2 separate regions of the Mus musculus genome follow, and region 1 is linked to region 2. Evidence: chromatin contacts called from public HiChIP or PLAC-seq data. All regions are on one chromosome and are shown on one strand. Each heading gives the region's core, a stretch centred on a gene start, on an enhancer-like site or on the middle of the called end of the contact. The rest is flanking DNA. Distances are from core to core; before and after follow the strand shown.

Region 1 (3,042 bases), core at 286-2,785, 1.2 Mb after region 2:
CGGTTCCTGTGGGCAAAGTTGTTCCTCTTATGCAGTCCAACAAGGAATCATAAAACAGTTTTTTCCAGCTGGGTGAGGTGGTGTGCACCTATGATCTGAGCATCCAGAAGTCGGAGGCAGGGGAATCACGAGCTTAGTCTTTGTAGTGAGTTCCAGGCCAGCCAGGGCTACACACAGTGAGACTCTTGGCTCAAAAACAACGAAAATTGTACTAGCTATACCAGAAGAGTGAGTTATCTTTCTGGAGAAAACACTATAAAGTTGCTGTTATATGAACCAGTGATCAAATGTCATGTGGCCAAAACACAGGAAAAACAGGGCTTAAGCCAGAATTTTTTTAAGGGCAATGCTGGTGATATTTGTCAGCTTCTTCAAAAATATTATGATAATGTTTATAATTTTAAATCATATTCTCACCTAATTTACATTTGTGAATTAGGTCCTATTGATCACAATAAGCCTTTAAAATTACACTCAAGCTTTAGAAGACCTGGGTACATATACCCCTGGTTACATGTGGCTTCACTGATAACCATGCAGAAGAATTATAGAAATAAGAATTAATGTAATAATATTTGTGATCGAATTTAAGATTCAATTCCAAAAATTACTTTAAAAACACTTTTTCTAAATGTGTGTGTGGGGTGGGGGTGGGGGAGACAGACAGGCAGGCAGAGAGAGAGAGAAAGAGAGAGAGAAAGAGAGAGAGAGAGAGAGAGATGTCTGTGTCACACTGGGCGGGTAGAGGTCAGGACAGTATCAGCTGTTCTCAGCTTTCATCCACCAGGCTAGCTGGCTGGAGCATCCCAGGATTCTCCTGTCTCCACTTCCCATCTTAAAGGAGGCACACCTGCGGTAGATGTGCTATGGTACCAGTGTTTCATGGACTTTCTCAATCTAAGCTCGGGTCCTCACATTTGTGCACCAAAGTCCTTTTCACACACAGAGCCATCTGCTCTGCCCTAAAATTCCGATTTAATGAGCTTATGCAAAGAAGTATGCAGACATGTATATATATATATATATATATATATATACACACACACTGATAACTTTTGACAAATGTGTCAACCTATGAAACAGCTCTCAAATCAACATAGAACATATTTTCATCATCTTCCAAAATTTCTTTGTGCTACTTTCTAGTAAATTCTCCCCACACACGGAAGTTGTTCTGATTTTCATCACCAGAGATTAGCTTACCTACATGTGAACTTCGTAGGAAAGGACTTACACAGGGTGAGCCCTGTTTGTGACCGATTTCTTGATTTATCTTGTACACGGCAGTAATTTCACAGGCCAGGTTGACTATGTTAAGGCAGGCCAAAGCATAAACAAGATCTCTGGGCCTATGAGGATATTCCTACAAGAGATTAGTATCAAATTGGTCGACTGAGTTTGATCTGTAGGTGGGATCTGTCCTCACCGTTGTAGTGGATGTCATCCAGGCCTGAGGCTTACATAGGACAAAAGTGCAGAGGTAGGCTGCCTCTTTTTCTCAGCTAGGCCAGCCTCTGCTTCCTTTCCCTGGGTCTGCCATCTCCAGGGCTTACAGCGCCAACGCTACCCACCCCCACCCAGCTTTCCAAGCCTTTGGATTCAGGCTGAGTTAGAGCCAGCAGCTCTACGTCGCCATCTTGTGGCCACCAGAGGATATGGCAACATATCATCTCGGTCGCCATTATATGAGCCAATTCTGGCTTTCTCTTTATGTCTGTACCCACATCAGCTACATCACATCGACTCACCCACCCATCTTTTCTCCAACTCCTGTCAGTTACCTATCTGTTATCTATAACTATTCGTATGTATACAACGTCTCTTCCCACCTTTCTGGATAACTGACTAATATGTCCTTTGAAGACTTATCTATGCTGTGGTATACACCAGCAATCCGTGTCTCTCTCTCTCTCTCTCTCTCTCTCTCTCTCTCTCTCTCTCTCTCTCTCCCCCTTCCTTCCTTTCTTTTTTCAATTACAGAGTGGTATTCAGTTAACAGAACAACAATTATCTTCATATAAGCTGCATCAAAGACTACTGAAGATTAAAAAAAATAATAATAAAACCAAAAGAAAAAAAAACAAAAACTTAACTACTGTCCCCATATATAACTAATTTGTGCTGTGCACAACAAGAACCTGCTTTAACTTTCCAATCCGGTCCACCTCCCTGGGGAGTAGTATATCACTGTTTCCTTATTTGCCTGATGAACATTTCGTTATTTCTAGACTTTGTTTATTATGAATAAATATATATAAATATGTGCCTAAGTAATTTTCGGAAGATGGACTTCCATTTCTCTTGGGGATGTGCTGTGGAATTCCTCCATCCTATAGAAGGTAATTATTGAAACATTTTCCAAAGTGGTCTCAGTTTCAACCCTGACTCAGTGGTTAATGAGTGAACTGGTTATTTTATTTTTAACAGCATCCGAAGGGGTGTGAAGTGGTATCCTGTCTGTGGTTTTTTCTCATAACTCCCTGATGAATAATGAGACCGAGTGCCTTCTCAGGTATTTACTGACCGCCCCATCCTCGTTATCAAGTGTTTCCCAAATAGCTTGAGTATTTTAATTTGGATTATCTTTTACTAATTTGCATACACTCTGTAAATTCAGTTCTGATTGAAATCTTTAATTAGTTCAGATCTATCTATCTATCAAGCATACATTTTTACACAATCTATAGTCTGTCTTCCATGGCTTAATTTTTTTTTTTTTTTTTTTTTTGAGACAGGGTTTCTCTGTATAGCCCTGGCTGTCCAGGAACTCATTTTGTAGACCAAGCTGGCCTCAAACTCAGAACTCCACCTGCCTCCGCCTCCCGAGTGCTGGGATTATAAAGGTATGCTCCACCATGCCAGGTTCCATGGCTTAATTTTTAAATTTTATAGTTAGAGTTATATAATTCCACAAATGGGGGTTTCTGTAATATACACCTTTACTTGGTTTCCTCTATGAGTTAATAATTCAAGTTCTCCTAATGTATGGGGTTTCTCCACTTCTCTTACCATTGACTTCTAATTTAATTTGGCTGTGGCCAG
Region 2 (2,861 bases), core at 249-2,748:
TGTTTCTAGAAAGTTTATTTAAAAGGAAAGACTATAGTAAAAACTATGCATTTGACATTTAATAACCACACACTTCAGTATTTTTACCTGCCACTTTCAGTGCCCAATCCCATAAGAATGCTGAATGTAAATTCTTTCTCATTCTGTTTTTTTTAGGGTTTCAGAAGTTTTAAGATAAACCTTGACTTTTCTTGGAGGCAGGTTTGAGGCGGACTGAACCCTGACCTAAGTATGTCTGAATTTGCTATGTCAGGAGAATTGTGGGTTTAAGTCCACACTCCACTCCCAGGTTAAAAGACGTAACAGGAAGGGAATACAGTAGCTGGGTGCTCAAGTGTACTGCAGTCTCTAACGGCTTAATTGCTTATCTGAGAGACCTGGTTGGATTAGTAAGTGGCAGGAGGGTACACAGCTGCCTCCCTGGTCACAGCTTGGTTATGCCTGTTTCTGTTTGCCTTGTCACTTCTTCCTCACACCTGTCTCCTTTCCTTCTCCTTCCCTCTGAGGTCCCTGTCCTAGAATCATCTTCTCTCAGCAGCTTGCATTCACTGTTTGTCTTGTAAGCGTTAACCACCTGAAATACAGGAATAAGACGCTAATCTCAGGGAGAGCTTAAACTCTAGTGTGGAAATAAGCAAATATGACCAACTGCCATATCCATATTAATGTGGACTATGACAGGGGTTATTTAGTAATTTGTGGACTTGAGTCTATGTTTAACCTTTTTATTTGTGTATGTGTATGGTATGTGAGTGCACACATATATATGCTTGCCATAGCATGTGTGGGGAGGTCAAAGAACAACTTTCCAAACTCAGTTCTTGCCTTCTATGTTTGTTTTGAGACAAGAATCCTCTTGTGTCTTGCTGCTGTACTGCTGCGACCAGGCGAGTGAGCTTCGGGCATGCTCCTTTATAATGCTCCTTGGGACTTCGTTTTGAGTAAAGTAAGGCAGTTTTGGAGCATTATAAAGAAGAAAGTGATTTGATGAGATTTAAAATAAAGAAGGTACTGACAGTCGTGTATATGTAAGTGAATTCAGCATCTCTGTGGGCCTCCACAGGTGGAATAATAGCAATAATAGTAAAGTTCATACCGCCCTAGGAGCATCCAGCTGTCCTTGCTCTTTTGAGTACTTTTTACCATTTTTATTTGTTTTAATACAAGGTTTCATATAGCCTAGCCATATTCTCCAGCCCTGCCTCCTGACTGTGGGATTACTGATGTGGGTCACTACGTCTGGTTCTGCTTTTTTGTTTTGTTTTCATTTATCATTTTGTTTGTTTGTTTGGGGTGTGTGAGTGTGTGTGTGTGTGTTTGTGTGTGTGTGTAAAATATGTGCAGTGGTACTTGTATGGAGGTCAGAGGACAGCTTCCCGGGGTGGGTCCTCTCCTTGCACCGTTTGGATATTTGGATTACAGACATTGAGCTGAGGTTGTGAGGCTTGGCAGGAAGCTCACTACCCAGTGAGTCATCGCCCCTGTGCCCTACTCTGCTGTTTACTTATTAACTTACTTGATCCTCTCAAAACTTCCCTTTAACAGAGGAGTAAATAGGCACAAGGAGACTAGGTAATTGTTCAAGTTACACAGTGAGTGGAGAGGCTTGGCCAGGCAGTCTAATGCTACTCTGCTATACCTGGTTAAGGCCAGTGTAGCTTCCTGGTACTGGGTTTATGTAAACATGCATATTAATCTTTATTTTAAAAATATAAGGCCTAGAACAATGGCTCAACAGTTAAGAGCACTTACTCCTTTAAGTACCCAGGTTTGGTTCCCACTACCAAGATGGCAGCTTACGCCATCTATAATTCTAGTTCTAGGGGATCTGCTGCCCTCCCTGGCTTCCCCGGGCACTGGACACATACAGTGCATGTACATATATACAAGCAAATACTCACACACATAAAACCTTTTTAAAAACCAACGTTATAAGAATAGTATTGTTATCATGTTTTAACAGATGAGGTAACAAAGGCTTTAAAAAGTATTTGGTTTGCCTGATGATAGCCCAGAAAGTGTTGGAGCTAACCTAAAGCCTGTTAAATCTTCACCAGTTTCAGAACATGAGGAAACTGAGAGGTGAGAGTCCTCCCATGAGTGAGGATGGGAGACGGGAGGGAGGGCTCAAGTCCTGCTATCATTGGCATTTCAAGCTTGAGGAGGCGTGGTAGCATCCTGTTCTGACAAGATGTTTGACACAAACAGCTTATAAAGGAGAAGGTCATTTTGTGTCATGGTTTCAGATTTTCATCCATGGTCATATGAGCACTTTGCTGGTCACCACAATCTGGTCACCAAGTCTTCGACACATCCAAACCATAACCAGGTATGGGACATCTGAGGCCTACCAATTCAAACCAACCTCATAACTAAGTAGATTGATCTTTGAACCCAGGTGGCTAGGAACTTTAGCCTTTAATAACCAATAGCTTCTGTGACTAAAGAATCATGACTGCATTTTCTTATGGCCTCAGAGACACTAAGTGGATCAGAAATACTGAATGTTGGGCTTGAATGTTTGGATCTTTTCATAGTCCACTTTTCCCCTCAGTTTGTCATGAGAGTCATCAGGTGATTTGCCCAAGACATAGGAAGTCACAGGAACAATCTTCGAGGATTTTCTAATTCATTGCCCTGTGCCTTGTGGCTCTAGGTTCCAAATGCTTGAAGCTTGTACACATAGTGACTTCTCTATGTGTGTGCTTTCTGACTTTGACCTCCAGAAGTCCTACCTTGATGCCTTTTCCACTGTGAGCATGTGCTTGCTCTGACTTTGGGTTATTTGGCATAGCCTCAGAGGTTGTGATTGTTCTGTGAAGTCACCACTGGTAGGAACACAGCTGGCATACAGGATGTTT

What was found. HiChIP or PLAC-seq counts read pairs in DNA pulled down with a chosen protein or histone mark.
Region 1: a FOXA1 HiChIP or PLAC-seq map of pancreatic cancer cells shows a contact between it and region 2. The contact joins two enhancer-like sites. A contact is called at or near these places in 1 of 484 Hi-C or Micro-C datasets (cranial neural crest), 1 of 115 datasets of contacts at active chromatin or transcription factors (pancreatic cancer cells) and 1 of 9 other capture datasets (macrophages).

What each region holds. Positions count from the first base shown.
Region 1 is chr6:31,031,591-31,034,632 of GRCm38.p6, forward strand. No RefSeq gene overlaps it. Among named protein-coding and RNA genes, the nearest start is that of Gm40359, 18 kb to the left of the region's middle. Within about 2 kb of position 1,536, at least 54 of the 459 cell types and tissues checked have an H3K27ac peak or open chromatin away from gene starts, as enhancers often do. A contact at or near this core is called in pancreatic cancer cells, where this site is marked.
Region 2 is chr6:29,847,528-29,850,388 of GRCm38.p6, forward strand. The region is part of intron 1 of Ahcyl2 (S-adenosylhomocysteine hydrolase-like 2); the gene reads left to right. Among named protein-coding and RNA genes, the nearest start is that of Strip2, 68 kb to the right of the region's middle. Within about 2 kb of position 1,499, at least 82 of the 459 cell types and tissues checked have an H3K27ac peak or open chromatin away from gene starts, as enhancers often do. A contact at or near this core is called in pancreatic cancer cells, where this site is marked.